Linked DNA regions of Muntiacus reevesi: region 2 is linked to region 1. A link is a contact called in public Hi-C data. All regions are on one chromosome and are shown on one strand. Each heading gives the region's core, a stretch centred on a gene start, on an enhancer-like site or on the middle of the called end of the contact. The rest is flanking DNA. Distances are from core to core; before and after follow the strand shown. Region 1 holds the start of SKIC8 (SKI8 subunit of superkiller complex). Region 2 holds the start of PSMA4 (proteasome 20S subunit alpha 4).

Region 1 (7,574 bases), core at 2,697-5,196:
TTAAACCTGTTAAGAGTTATTTCTTAGAGATCTTTGGAAACCAGTAGGCAGGTCAACTGTAAATAATACAGGTCCGAAAATAAATAAATAAAATAGGTGCCACATGATTTGCCTTTTGCCACAAGTCTATTATGCTTAATGGGCCAGTTAATACTTTAATCCTTTTGTAGGGATTACTTCAATTAACCACAACATCCCTATGAATAGCATCTTCATGCTACAGATAAAAATCAGAGGCTTAGAGAAGCCTAGTAGCTCACCCAAAGTCAAAAGCTATGAAGAGGCAGAGCTGGTATTCAAACCTAAAAACCTAACCTCCCTACTAACTAAAGTCCACTTTAAATTCTAAGTCTGTAAGCTGTATATCTGGTGGGCCATACAGATGGGTCTGCAGACCTGGGATAGGAATATAAATGTAACAAATGCACAAGAAGGCTTTCTTCACACCTGGCAGCAATTCTTCAGGGACACCTTTTCAAGACATGAATACAAGGACATTCAACTTAAACAGCTGTGAGCTACATACAGCATCTTGGCTTCCATTACAATCCCTACCTGACCCAAGTCTGCCAGCTTGCCACCAGATGGCATTAGATGCATACAAGGTAGCTGACTGACATGCTGACCTATGCTTGTTAACTTGAAAGAATGCTTTGGGTTTAAACTTCAGACTGTCTAAATGTCACTACTGAAAGTGGAAGTTTTACTAGGCATTCCACAAATTTCTCCAGGCTTTACGTAACTTATCTAGGCTGTGGTGAAGAAATGAGACACATGTGAATAGTGCATGCACACCCTCCTTTCCAGGTATGAAGTCCACTGTTACTGGCCAGTTACCTTTCCAGACAGACCTCCCTCCCTCCTTCTCCCATCCCCACCACAACCACTGCCACTCATATACTCAGTGGACTTGACAGAAATTCACTTATTTTATCCTCCTCTTTTATTGAGGGTCAAAGGCCCTCTGTGAGAATTGCTACACTTGTTTTAAGTGGAGGAGCCTGAATAAAGGCTCCCAAGAGAACTTCTGCGTTCATGGCCAGGCTCAAGTTTACCTCCCCAGGTGAGCTGGTATTAACAGAGTCCTGAGACTCAAAGAGTTTCCTTCTTTCACTCTGATAGCCGGGAAGCTCAGTCACGCCTTCCTCAAGTGGGAAAAATTTTCCTCAGCCCAGAGTTCTACAGTCTATCATTTGACTCCGGCTCAAGTTAGTGGTTGGTTTTTTTGTTGGTGGTTGTTTGTTCTGAAGTGTATTTGCTGCCCCTGCCAATTCTTATGTAAAGTGAGTATGGTTGGGAACTGCATGTTTGGTCAGCATGACAAAAACCTTAAACCAGGGACAACAACTTTTCACAGGTGAATTTGCTTGAACTGGCAAGCTGCTTACCTTGCTCTTGTTTGAAGAGAATACTATACTAAAAAAGAACAGAAGACACATTAAACCAACGGTCAGATTTCAGATGTATCCCATCCTTTCCCTAAAACACCCCCCAACTCACCACCCTGTGCCCCAGCAGATACAATCACCAGTGTTAGGTACCACCCTTGCTGGGGCCTGACCGCCTGTGAGCTCATGCAAGGTCTGTACTGTTAGTTCTTAAAGAAACTATAGTCTCTTAAAGAAAACAATTAGTTCTTAAAGAAGCTAGAGTCTCTTCTACTTCCACCCACCCAAAAAGAATAATAAATTATGTGCTTTTTCCTGCTCTGATCGTCAGGCAGCTCAGAGTCCAGTGTGCAGCTTAATTTTTGTAGTTGTATAAAACTACACAGCCTGCATAATAACCTGTTAACTCTGTCCCTAATTTTATTACAAAGACGTGTTTCTCCCTTTCTAGTTTTTCTTTCTCGTTCTTGTGTACAAATTCTTTTAAGCTTCCTCCATCCCTTTGTAAACTGAGGTACAGACTGAGATAAAACTACCCTCCTCTCAGTGCTGTGCCTTTTACTAGTGCCACCTAACCCTCTGGTGACTAGGTGCCCAGGATACCCTCCTCTTCACAAGCAGAGCAGGAATCAGATGCTAGTTTTCTGACTACAAACCCAGACGATGTATTGGGCTCGAACCCCCAAAGAGACCAACTGGCACTCTTCCTCTCCATAGGCCTTACCTGGTTGGTCATCTCCTTAACCAAGGATGGAAGGGCTAAAGGCCAGACAGCTCTGTGGAAACAACAGCAGGGCTTCAGTAAGAAGAGGCCATCGGGACAGAGGGCTACAGAAGGTTCCCCTGGATCAAGACTGTAAGGCCACTCTCGGCCAGGGTCGACCTGACGCTTCTCTATAGATCGGTCCCAGAGGCCCCGTTCACAAGCCCTCCCAGGGGGCGTGGTCTTCTTTCTCAGCTAATACCTACCACCTCTCATACTTTCTTCTCCTCAAGTTGACTACAGAGAGGATCTAGTCTCCCTCCTTGCTGCTTTTCCAAGAGATAAAACCACAGGATCTTTTAATTTAAAATATTATTTTATTAAAAACTCGACAAGCAAATATGGGGGAGCAAAGTTCTTACAGTCCATGCAGGGATCTCAGCCAAAAACGCATATAAGAGCCAGCAGGAGCATAAACAAGGGTGTGAGCCAGAGGGAGGCTACATGTCTCCCAAAAGCTATAATAAGGCTTCTTAACTTTTGTGTATGTGCTATAGAATCCTCCATGCCCATAGGCATCCATGTTCAAGTTACTTGCTTTAAATTTGCAAACTCAAAAAGACTACTGTGAAGGTTTTCCAAGGATAACAGAAAAAACAAACAATTTCTAAATAACCTTTGCCTGTGAAGATCTCAGTCAAGGTGGTACTGCTTACTTCATTTGTGACCCAAGAACAGTGTCTTAGCAAGGGTAAGAAAGACAGGCAGTAGGTCATGCCAGTTTCACTGAAGTAAACAGTATTCACACTCTCTTGGGCACCAACCGTCTGCACTTCCAAATCCTGCCTCACATCCCTGCAACAGAAACAATTCCCCACAACAAGGAGAATCAAGAGTAGGAAGGTTTGCAAGAAGTCAACTTCCAAGAAGCCAGGCTCCTCAAGATAGAGGTGTGCTTCTATCAATGAATGTATGTTTGACGATGTACCATGAGTCAGGGTACCATGATGTACCCTGTTTTATGTATTACATGTAGGATAGCTCACTGAACCCTCTCATCTCATTTAATAGATATTCTTATTATGATCTCTATGTTCCTCATAAGGAAAGTGAGACTTCAAGAGAAGTTAAGAAACCTCCCCCAAGGTTAGTCTGACAGGAGAAGGATACAAGCTATAATATAGGTTACACTACCTTTTACATCAGTTTCTTATCCTACAATAGCTTCAGCCTTAAGAGGACCCCAAAATCCTCTTTTCTCACCTTCCTTCTTTAGAGAACTCTCCTCTCATTTCCCAGGCAGAATTCATTGCTTCCTCAATGTTTCCAAAGAACAGTACACATGCCCCTAATAAAGTACTCAGGGAGGTCAGTAACCCGCAATACTACGTGGTACTTGAAGTAAAGATAACTCAGACTGTGCCTCTAAGTGTCCAGCTCGCTACCGAAAAAGACAGTGTGGCCTACCACTGGAAAACTTCGGTTAAGACAGTTCTGTCTATCGACACTGAGACCAGTCCTAACCTCGAGGCTGCACAGAACATCCTCAGGATGCAAGATGAGGCCACCTATCCTCTCCCCTCAGGCCCGACACACCGAGAGGCAGCCAGTGTAAACGGAGTCACGGAAGCCACCACCCTCAGGCCCTGCGGTGTGGGGCATTCCTGAGCAAACCCTCCTAGAGATAGCCTTGGGCCCACTCTCGCTCACCCGCCCTCCAGCCTGGACCGTTATCGGCACCAATCAGTGCCATCCCCAACGGCTTTGCGAACCAACTCACCGCCTCACTGTCCGGCTGCACTGCCCCGCGGCTTCTCTGACGCCAGGTTCCGCGCGACCGCGACGCGGGGTGATGAGCTCACGAAGAGGCGTGGCATCTCGCCGGTCCCCAAGGCGCAGGCGCAGGCGCACGCCGCAGCGCCCTCTGCCGTCGCTACAACGCACGCGGGGCGGACCTGGAGGAGGATGGGCGAGGAGAAGGGGAAGAGGCCACGCCCCGGTCACCTTGGTTTCCCCCGGGGCGGGGCCACTGAGAACCGGCTTGCGGAAGTTTTAGGTTTCAACAACTGTTGGGTTCTAATTTCTTTATTTGTACTTTGAGATAGACTACACCTGATGACTGTAAGAGTTCTATTGCTTCAAATTTTTTTCAGTGAAATAGAGCTCTATATTTCAATTGTAAAGTCACAACCGATTGTTGTTCAGTCGCTGAGTCGTGTCTGATTCTTTGCGACCCCATGGACGGCAGCACGCCAGGTTTCCCCCCCCACCTGTCTCCCAGAGTTTGCTCAGACTCATGGCCATTGAGTTGGTGGTGCCATCCAGTCATCTCATCCTGTCGTCCCCTTCTCCTCCTGCCTTCAGTCTTTCCCGGCATCAGGGTCTTTTCCAATGAATCAGCTCTTCCCATCAGGTGGCCAAAGTATTGGAGCTTCAGCTTCAGCATCAGTCCTTCCAATGAATATTCAGGGTTGATTTCCTTTAGGATGGACTGGTTTGATCTCCTTGCTGTCCAAGGGACTCTCAAGAATCAACTGTCAACTGTGAACACCACAGTTCAAAAGTATCAGTTCTTCAGTGCTCAACCTTCTTTATGTTCCAACTCTCACATCCATATATGACTACTGGAAAAACCATAGCTTTGACTAGATGGGCTTCCCTTGTGGCTCAGCTGGTAAAGAATCTGCCTGCAATGCGGGAGACCTGATCCCTGGGTTGGGAAGATCCCCTGGAGAAGGGAAAGGATGCCCACTCCAGTATTCTGGCCTGGAGAATTCCATGGACTGTATGAAACACTGGGTCGCAAAGAGTCGGACAGGACTGAGCGACTTTCACTTTCACGTCACTTGACTGGACGGACCTTTGTCAGCAAAATAATGTCTTTGCTTTTTAATAGGCTGTCTAAGTTTATCACAGCTTTTCTTCCAAGGAGCAAGGATCTTTTAATTTCATGGCTGCAGTCAGCGCCCGTGATGATTTTGGACACAGCCGGTTAGGTTACTGTGATGCATATCAGTTTAGAAGCTAATGACCAGCATTTTAAAAGGAGATGGAAGGGTGAAACCACTGCACCCCATCCTTGAAAAGCTGCCCGGCCCCTCCTGGCTGCTGGTCACTGTCCCAATCTCTCTGGGCAGTAGGGAGTGGAAGTTCTGGGTGGCGGGGGTGGGCACTCTGAAGGGTTAAGCTTTCTTTCAGCTTATCATGAGACAGAGATCACGGTCTCTCCTGATTAAAACTGGTTTAGAAGTCCAAAAAGAGTCTAGAAGAAGGGGATGATGGTAAAGTATGGTCATAGTGAATGTAAACCCTTGAAATATCCATGTACCCTTACCCTACCCCGCCTACCCCCGAAAGTTAATTTCTCAGGATCTAATTTATTAAAACATCTTGAGTTTTATGATGATTTCAGAAAACTGTTAGACCATACAACTCTTGTCCGTACAACTGGATAAAATCTTTGAGGGCCTTATGAGGAGATTTTACGGCCCAGAAATTTGCTAAATACACTCACAAGTTTCCCAGTGCCTGTTCTCTGGTCCTCCGTAATTCCTTCAGTGACAACTCTGTCAATGGAAACTTCATCCAGCCCCAGTGGATCCCCTACATGTCACAGGGTTAGAAAATTTGGGTCAAAATGAGCAGGCTTCAGTTGTTAACCTTGAATTGTCAAAACTTTTACGTGGCCTCTGTTAAAAGTCACATTATCCCCGTAACCATTCTGGATATACTTGACCAGAGTGCATTTGTCCCTGAAGCTAAAGAAGAGTGTACAAATTATACCCTCAGGCCAGGAAGCGTGTCTTCAAACTGGAGGCGATTCCCATCATATTGACATAAGTGCTGACTGGACCACAGCATTCAGGGAAATTCCACAGAACCCAACAAACAGAAATTAACACTGCAATGACCAGGATCCAGGCTAATAGAGTGTGGAAAGGACCTAATATCAATCCCCAATGCAATGACTTTTAACAGTGAAATGAAGAGTGATCTACTGTCTTCCTGTACAACTGGTTGCCAGCTTTGGCCAATTTTTGTTTTTGTCCCTTTAATTTTATTGGCAGAGTTTCTGGGTTTCTCTGGGTTTTGAAAATAGACTGATTATTATATGATTTCTTAACCAGGGCAATTGGGTCATATTTACTTCCTTTTAGCTTATATAAAGAAATATTTTTGAACACTCCTACTTTAAGAATGGTGAAATTTTGTCTAGAAAAGTGCTTACAACTATGTAATTAAGTGAATTTTAATTTGTGTGATTTGGGCTTATGTGTTTTTTTTTCCTGTGCATTAACTGTAAATATTCCACTCTAGATTATTCTGAGAACACACTGATCACTTTCATGCCTTTTATCTGTTGTCAGAATGCTAAGGCTTTCACTTTTTTGTGCCTGCTTCCAAATCGACTACTATTAATTTCCAATTGAAGCAAATAGTTTTGGGATTAATTTAATCTTTGTCAGCCATTATAGTTGTTCTGAATAAAAATTTAATTACCATCTCTCAAAAAGAAATACAATAGATTAGGAAAAATAGGAGATATAAGAGTGTATCATGCATTTGAAGATATGTCATACTTTATAAAAAAAACTTGTTTCACACAGACAGGTAATGGATCACAAAGGAAAATGTTTTTCCTGCTGTGAGCTATGACCATGAAGTTTGAAATTCATTGCTCTCTAAAGACTTTCCAACTCTATAATTCTATAGTTGTGATAGAAACTCTTATCATTCTTTCAAAAAGGATGTGTTGTGCACCTCCTTTTACCTGCAGAACACTGCTAGAGCCCGAGGCGTATGACGTTGTTGGCCTTAGTATCAGGACTGTGGGGCTTCCTGGGTGACTCAGTGGTAAAGAATCTGCCTGCAAGGCAGGAGATGAGTGTTCAATCCCTGGGTTGGGAAGATGCCCTGGAGAAGGAAAGGGCAACCCTCTCCAGTATTCTTACCTGGGAAATCTCATGGAGAGAGGAGCTTGACAGGCTACAGTTCACTGGGTTGCAAAGAAAGTCGGACACAACTTAGCGACTAAACAACAACAACAAAAAAAACCATCCGGACTGTGAAGCAAGGATAGTTGGCCTTTTTAAACAATTTATTTTTAATTGGATGATAATTGTTTTATGATGTTGTGCTGGTTTCTGCCATACAACAACATGAGTCAGCCATTTGTTGTTATTCAGTTGCTAAGTCATGCCTGACTCTTTACAACTCCATGGACTGTCATGCCAGGCTCTTCTGTTCTCCACTATCTCCAGAGTTTGCTCAAATTCATGTCCATTGAGTCAGTGGTGCTATCTAACCATCTCATCTTCTGCTGTCCCCTTCTCCTTTTACTTTCAATCTTTCCCAGCATCAGGATCTTTTCCAATGAGTCAGTTCTTCATATCAGGTGGCCAAAGTATTCAAGCTTCAGCTTCAGCATCAGACCTCCTAGTAAATATTCAGGGTTGATTTCCTCTAAGGTCAACTTGTTTGAT
Region 2 (7,574 bases), core at 2,147-4,646, 210 kb after region 1:
CAGTTATGCTTCTCAAATTTAAGGGGTTGTGATTTTTATCTGCTTTGACCATTCAGGAAACTGGGGACTAGAAAAATGAACTAAAGCTTGTATTTCACTCCCAGACCACTATTCATTTTCTTACACCATGAATCTCTAGATTTCTGAGAGTTCAAGATTTCCTGCTTGTTTGGTCCTCCTGCTAATATGGGTTCTCCTTCCCTGAATTATGAATACAAATATTGCTGACCACCCTTTCAATTAAATATGTGCTGCCTTGCATTGCTATTTTACTATTTGGTGTTTGCTGCAGCTTATCTCCAGTCAATCAGTTCAATGTGGCTTGTAAACTCTTTGGTGGGCAGAAACTGAATAATATTTATTTCATTATCTTCAGAACCAAGTTCCCTGCCCAGCCCCTAGCACACCTTTAATAAAGGTCTGTCTGATGAACTGTTAGAATGAACACAATTCTACATGTGCCAATTTTTGGTTCTTTGCACCAATGAGGAGAAAATCCGTTTCTAGGTTTGGGAATTAATACCATTTGTCCAGCAAAGACTACTCTTGCAAGTATCTTTTTCTGTCCAGGCTTTCAGCCCCTCTCGACTGCAACAGAGCTTTAGTTTCTGGCCTTATTATCCAACCTACATCCTTCATATTAAGGTTTCCTGTTTGGCTCAGACAATAAAGAATCTGCCTGCAGCGCAAGAGACCTGGGTTTGATTCTTGGGTCAGGAAGATACCCTGGAGAAGGGAATGTCTACCCACTCCAGTCTTCTTGCCTGGAGAATTCCGTGGACAGAAGAGCCTGGCGGGCTACATCCTTCATATTAGGGGCAGATAATAACTCTAGTTACATTATATTGCTGTGTGACAATTTAACCAAAACTTAGTGGCTTAAAAACTAAATTTTTTTTTATCTTATGGCGTCTTCAGGTCATAAATTCAGCCAGGCACTAGGACAGCTTGTCTCTGCTCCACGATGTCTGAGGCCTTAGCTGGGAAAACCTGAATGCTGGGGGAAGTTTCATGACTGGGGGAGATTCAGTGATAGAGGACTAAAATCATCTGGAGGAATCCTCACTCACAAATCTGGCGGGACACGCTGGAACCTCATCTGGGCTGTTGGTGGAACATCTCTCCATTTGGTCTCTGCTCCCTCACAGCATGGTGCTGGGGTTCCAAGAAACACCCTCCCAAGAGAACAAGACATGAATATATTTTTTATGACCTGACTTTGGAAGTCATATGATGTTACTTCCATTGAAGTCACAAGCCCACCCAGATTCAGGGCAAGGGGACACAGAACATCTCAGTGGGAAGCATCCATGCCACATTGTAGGAGGAACATGTGGGACAGGAGATCATGAGACTTCATCATCCTAAAACATCACTTTAATTCTCTTTTCCCACTACCTACAGAGAAAAAAATCTGTCATTGAAAGTGTTCTAAATTTGTCCTAAAATACCTTTCCTCTTTTCCTCCCTTTATTGACTTCTTCACTCTGGCCAGACATAACTACTCTGTCAGCCACTTGTTAAACTCATTTTTACTTCTGCTCTTTTATCTCAATGGATCCCTCTTCTTTTGACCTAATAAATTCTACCTCTCACTTAAAACTCTTAATGCTTAATTCTGCAGGATGAACTAAGGTGGCAGGGATCCTCAGAGATCCCAAAAGCTACACTGCCACCTAAGGATGCTTTCAGAACACCATCTGTCTGGATGTGGCTCTTGCCATCTTGCCTTGGCTCTCCTTCCTATGTGCCTGGGAAGCAGAAATGAATGGAGAGACCTCAAACCACAGCTCATTCCCAAGCTACCTCCTTTTCAGAGCCCAGATCCCTGAATAATAAATTTTTGACCAACATGAAGAAAACAAAGTCCCTACCCTGTGGACCTGTTCTTGGAGGAGACTATGAGCAAATGACTACACGTTAATTCAGACCTAGTCAATCATCTACCTTGAAGAGACTTAAAACATGAATAGTAGATAGTTTACATAGGAACTGAAGCCATATTTTAAAAAGTGGTGGAACAGAGAGATAGATAATGAAAACACAAATAAATACAGTTTCTGTATAGAAGATAACAGGTGTATATGGTGATGGTAGGGTATTGCTTTAATTAGATTGGTCAGAGGAATCCTTTCTAATGATGTCAAAGGCAGAGGAGGATACTAAAGTGAAAGTTCTTCCAAAGATGTAAATCTCATGATAATTTGCTTTATATGTATAAAAACACATGTATTAGCAATGAAAGTGGAAGGTATATTCAAGAAGGGAGATGATAAGAAGAAGAAGGGTGAAGGGTAAAATCTAATGTGCTTGGGCCCGTTTTGAGAACAGGGCAGGAAAAGCAAGCAATTTATAGGTGGTCCCACACCATTGCCACCAGGGAAGGCAGAGTAAAATTGTTAAGTTGCTCAGTTGTTTTGTCCGACTCTCTGTGACCCCACAGGCTGTAGCCACCAGGCTCCTCTGTCCAGGGAATTCTCCAGGCAAGAATACTGGGGTGGGTTCATATTCCCTTCACCAGGGGATCTTCTCAACCCAGGGATAGAACCCAGGTCTCCCGCATTGCATTGCAGAAAGATTCTTTACCATCTGAGAAGGAAAGTTACGACCAATCTAGACAGCCTATTAAAAAGCAGAGACATTACTTTGCCAACAAAGGTCCATCTAGTCAAAGCTATGGTTTTTCCAGTAGTCCTGTATGGATGTGAGAGTCCGACTATAAAGAAAGCTGAGCGCCGAAGAATTGATAATTTTGAACTGTGGTGTTGGAGAAGACTCTTGAGAATCCCCTGGACAGCAAGGAGATCCAATCAATCCATCCTAAAGGAAATCAGTCCTGAATATTCAATGGGAGAACTGATGCTGAAGCTGAAACTCCAATACTTTGGCTACCTGATACGAAGAACTGACTCATTGAAAAAGACCCTGCGGTGCTGGGAAAGATTGAAGGCAGGAGGATTTGGGAAGACAGAGGATGAGATGGTGGGATGGCATCACCGACTCAATGGACACGAGTTTGAGTAAGCTCCCGGAGTTGGTGATGGACAGGGAAGCCTGGCGTGCTGCAGTCCATGGGGTCGCAAAGAGTCGGACACGCTGAGCGACTGAACTGACTGAACTGAACACCATTTCTCTCCTGGAGGTTATGACTGAAGAGAAAGTGAAAGTGAAAACAGAGCGCAAAGCGTGGGAAAGGGTCATGAGCCATAATTCCACTTCCTCCTTGGCCAGGGTCTTCCTGCCCTCCTCCTCATGTGCTAGTGCCCCTTCGTTGGGCTCAGATCCCTGCCAGTGCCTTCGTACCCCAATTCCCCAGCGCACACGAGGGCAATCGACTCTCGCTCCGCCCCCCCAGAAGAACTTCCGCGTCCTCGACTGCCCCGCCCCCGGCGGTTCTGCGCACGCGCGGGGGCCATATTAGCAGCGGATACTCGAGCCCCGTCGGTGTGTCTTTCCCGCGGAGAAAGGTGTTCGGTGTCGGTCTCCACGCTTCAGCGTCTTCCCTCCGGTGAGCCTTTACCCTCTGCGCACACTCAGAAGCTTGGCCGCTCTCCCTGCAGGCCGGAGCCGTAAGCGTCGCGGCAGAGCGGCTCCCGGCCTGCAGCGGCCGGCGAGGAGCCGTGGGCACGATGACTCTGCACCGGCTAGTCAGTGACGGACCCGCCGGGGAACTGGCCCCGGCCGGCCTCCATCGGGCTTCCCTGCGCTGAGCGGGCACCGCGGGGCCGGGGACGCTCGGGCGGCGGGGCGGGCGCGGGGCTGGTGGGCAGGACAGAGTGGTAGGGCTGCCTCGGTCCCAGGAAGAGTTCGTATGCGAAAGTGAACCTGCGGGATGGGAGGTGCGTGTGAACTCGCCTCGGGCCGTTGTCCGGCGTGGAGATGAGAAAGTTGTGTTCTCGCGCGAATCAGAAGCCCGGCGGGTCTCCTCTCTGCGCCCTCCTGGCTCTCTGCTCAGGACCACACTTACCTTTCAGCTGCCTGTTGCAGTACCGTCATAACTGGTTATTCTGCCCCAGTCTTCACCAGCCAGAGCGATCTTTAAAATGTCAGTCAGCTCCTGAGGCTCTTTGGCCCAGCATCATTCCTTGGAGCCCCGTTGCTTAAGAGATAAAATTCACAGTTTTTACCTGGGCATGCGGGCCTCCGGGGCCTAATCCCTGCTTGTCTTTCCATTCTTAATTCTCAGTATTCCAGAATTTGGGAAAATTGGCTCTGGAGGCCGAAGTTTGGCTTTTCCACCAAGTCACGCAGAGCCCCAGTGTTGTCTTCTGCAGAAATAGTAATAATGCCAAAGATTATTGTCCCGCTTCCCCCTTTCATGGTTCAGGACCCCGGTATCATCCTCTGGAGAAAGCCTCAGCCTCTTAGCTTGACATTCACAGCTCTACATGGTCTAGATACTTGTTTAGTTCTATAGTTTTTTCATATATATATATTTTTAAAATTTTTAATTGGAGGATAATTGCTTAATAATGTTGTGTTGGTTTCTGGTGTACAAGTTGTGAATCAGTGATAAGTATATATACCTCCCATCCCACCTTTCTAGGCTGACACAGAGCACCAGCTCCCTGTGCTATGCAGCCGCTTCCCGCCAGTTAGCTGTTTTATACATGATAGTGTGTGTATTTCAGTGCTCCTCTCAATTCATCCCACCCTCTTCCTCCTGCCCCCGCTGTGCCCATAAGTCCATTCTCTACATCTGTGTCTATCCCTGCCCTGCAAATAGGTTCATCTGTACCATTTTCTAGATTTCTATATATGTGTTAATATATAATATTTGTTTTTGACTTTGTGACTCACTTCACTCTGTGTAACAGGCTCCAGGTATATCCACCTCAGTTCACCTGACTCCAGTTGGTTCCTTACTGTGACTGACTAATATTTCGTTGTGTCTATGAATACAGCTTCTTTACTCATTCATCTGTAGACAGACATCTAGGTTGCTTCCATGTCGTATATATATATTTTTTAACCCCAGCAACTTGTCTTACCCATTGAGCTATCCTGCCTCAGTGCATTGTTCATGCTTTCTCCTCTGCCTGGGATGCCTTTTCCTTCTTTCTTCCCCTATTCTTTCTCTTAGACCTGAATGTTCTCAGCCTTATTTCTGCCTTTCCTGTCTCTGATTTGGGCTCATATTCTGTATTTGTTTCACAAAAACTGTTTTCTGGATTTTCTCCAACCTGTTTCCACTCTACCCTTAGTGCCTCTGTTTCCACACTGCTTTATAATTGTCCTTCTGTGTCTGCTTCCCTCACGTGACTACCAGACTGTAAACTCTTTAGGAAAGGGATTGGTCTTACCTATCTTGGTATTTCAGCATTTAGCATAGTGCCTGGGTGCACCATAATGTTGGCTGAATGAAGAGAGTGGACAAAACAGATTTTTTTCAAGTCAAGAAATGCGTTTCAAATTGTTTCTTTTTAATAATTACCTTATTTTCTTTTTACAGGAATTATCATAAACATAAGAAAACATGGTGAGTTAATACACATGCCAATAACTGTTGCCTGATAAATCAAATTGCTTGTACTCATCTTACCAACTTGCATGAGAAAATTGAAATGGAATGATGTCTTCTTATCTGTTTCCTCCCACACTCTGAATTTTGCATGCCAGGATGTGTTCTATAAAATGATTTGTGGGTTTGTAGGGGTTGACTTATTTTTAGTGGGTAGAAATCACTTGTATGTTTTTCCTTTGCAGTCTCGAAGATATGACTCCAGGACCACTATATTTTCTCCAGAAGGTAAAATATAAATTGTTTGGTCTGTCTCAAATAAAACTAAAAAAATATTTTTAGGTGTTAAGTTGTTCATCCTTTTTGTACTTTGAGGTAGTTATGGTCATTGGGTTAATTACGTGCTTCATAGGACTAGTAGGAAAAGTGGGACAGTTGTTTGTAGTTCTCTAGTGTTGTTGCTGATTGCTCTTGAACCAGTGGTGCAAGAACAAGGAGGAGAGTCTTGGTTTCTTGCTGCTTGTGTTTTGTAGGTCGCTTGTACCAAGTTGAATATGCCATGGAAGCTATTGGACATGCAGGCACCTGTTTGGGAATTTTAGCAAATGATGGTGTTCTGCTTGCAGCAGAGAGACGCAACATCCACAAGCTTCTTGATGAAGTCTTTTTCTCCGAAAAAATTTATAAACTGAATGAGTAAGTCAATCTTAGGGAAGAGAGTTGAAAACATCTCATCATATTTTGGTAGGGCTATGCACTATGACACGGTACAATTGAACAGTTTGTTGTGTTTTTTCTTCTGAAAATTCCTGGTTTTAACTTACTTGCTTGAAACCTCCTTGAGGCCCACGACCATAAATGCGGGGCCAGGTACTCAGTGGAGAAACATTGTTGTATAGTGATGAGAGAACAGGCATGGTGGTCACTCAGCTTTGGGTTAAATCTAGGTTCCACCACAAGCTGTGACCTCACACCCATTGTTTAACTTCTCTGGGCCTCCAGTAGAGCCTACTGGAGTGACTGTGGCAGTTCAATGAAATAAAATGAATGAATGAAATAAGCTAGCACAGTGTTAGGAACATAGCAGGCCCTCAAGTTATTGTTGAGGATGGTTGCGAAGAATCAGTTTTAATTATACTGAATCTTACCAAAGACCACGCGTCCTGGAGGTCTTGGAAAAGTTTAGACAGGGCCTGTACACTAGTGAACTTTCTGATATACTTGGGTGTGCAGGACTGCAGCTAGCAGAGAGCTGGATTTGCTGATTGGAGACCCTCCCTTCTGTGGTGCGCCATGTGAATGTTGGTTATAGGGCCTTCTTGATACACACACCCCAGAAGGTGTCATCCATCCACAGAGATGCTGTTGGGCCCTCTCAAGCAGCCTGCAGGCTTGACTGGGCACAGTGCCAAAGGAGTCAAGGCTGTAGGAGAGCCAGGGCAGCCTTCAGGACACAGAGGGTAGATAAAGAAAATGCACCCTCCCAGTGAGCCTCACCCTGGGCTTCCTTCTTAGGCTCAAAAGTATCTTGCCCTTCGGGTCCCTTCACCTTCACCCACATCAAGTGAGGCCTTTCAAAGTGAGAGTACTTATACCCAAGAGTGTGAAGTAGTCTGTCTTCCTGTCTGGCAAAACATTTTTCTTCCTTGTGGTTGAATCTTCTTGGGATTTACCCTAGCTTTCTAGTGTTTTTTCTCTTGCCCTGTTCACAGGGTAGTGATGGTAAATGCATCTGTTGTGAAGAACTCAAGGGTGCATTTGTTTATCTTATGTGTTGAATGACATCAAGTTGAAAGTTTCCTCCAAAGATAAAACTCACGTAGTTTTTGCCTGAAGGGTGTAGCAACTATGAGTAATAAGCATGGTGCATTTCTAATAGAATTTAGTATATTTTAAAACTTGTAAAATACCTCTGGCAAACATCCTCCCTAATTACAGATAAATGTCTTTCTTTTTTGCAAGGGATATGGCCTGTAGTGTGGCAGGCATAACTTCTGATGCTAATGTTCTGACGAATGAACTGAGGCTCATTGCGCAAAGGTATGGTCATAAATAATTGAGTTGATGATATGTAAAGTTAGTTTTGATGTTTCTAAGAAGAATGCATTTTTTT

Evidence for each region. A called contact is a pair of places that touch in the nucleus more often than the background predicts.
Region 2: a contact with region 1 is called in a Hi-C map of blood, with 2.2 times the contacts expected there. The contact joins the promoter of PSMA4 here to the promoter of SKIC8 in region 1. A contact is called at or near these places in 2 of 3 Hi-C or Micro-C datasets (blood and muscle).

The regions. Positions count from the first base shown.
Region 1 is chr15:28,898,325-28,905,898 of mMunRee1.1, forward strand. SKIC8 (SKI8 subunit of superkiller complex) reads right to left here and starts at 3,947. Exons shown (of 11, transcript XM_065906666.1): 1 at 3,872-3,947; 2 at 2,113-2,164; 3 at 1,389-1,416. The coding sequence starts at 2,124.
Region 2 is chr15:29,111,074-29,118,647 of mMunRee1.1, forward strand. PSMA4 (proteasome 20S subunit alpha 4) reads left to right here and starts at 3,397. Exons shown (of 9, transcript XM_065906981.1): 1 at 3,397-3,508; 2 at 5,453-5,479; 3 at 5,707-5,749; 4 at 5,995-6,157; 5 at 7,424-7,501. The coding sequence starts at 5,477.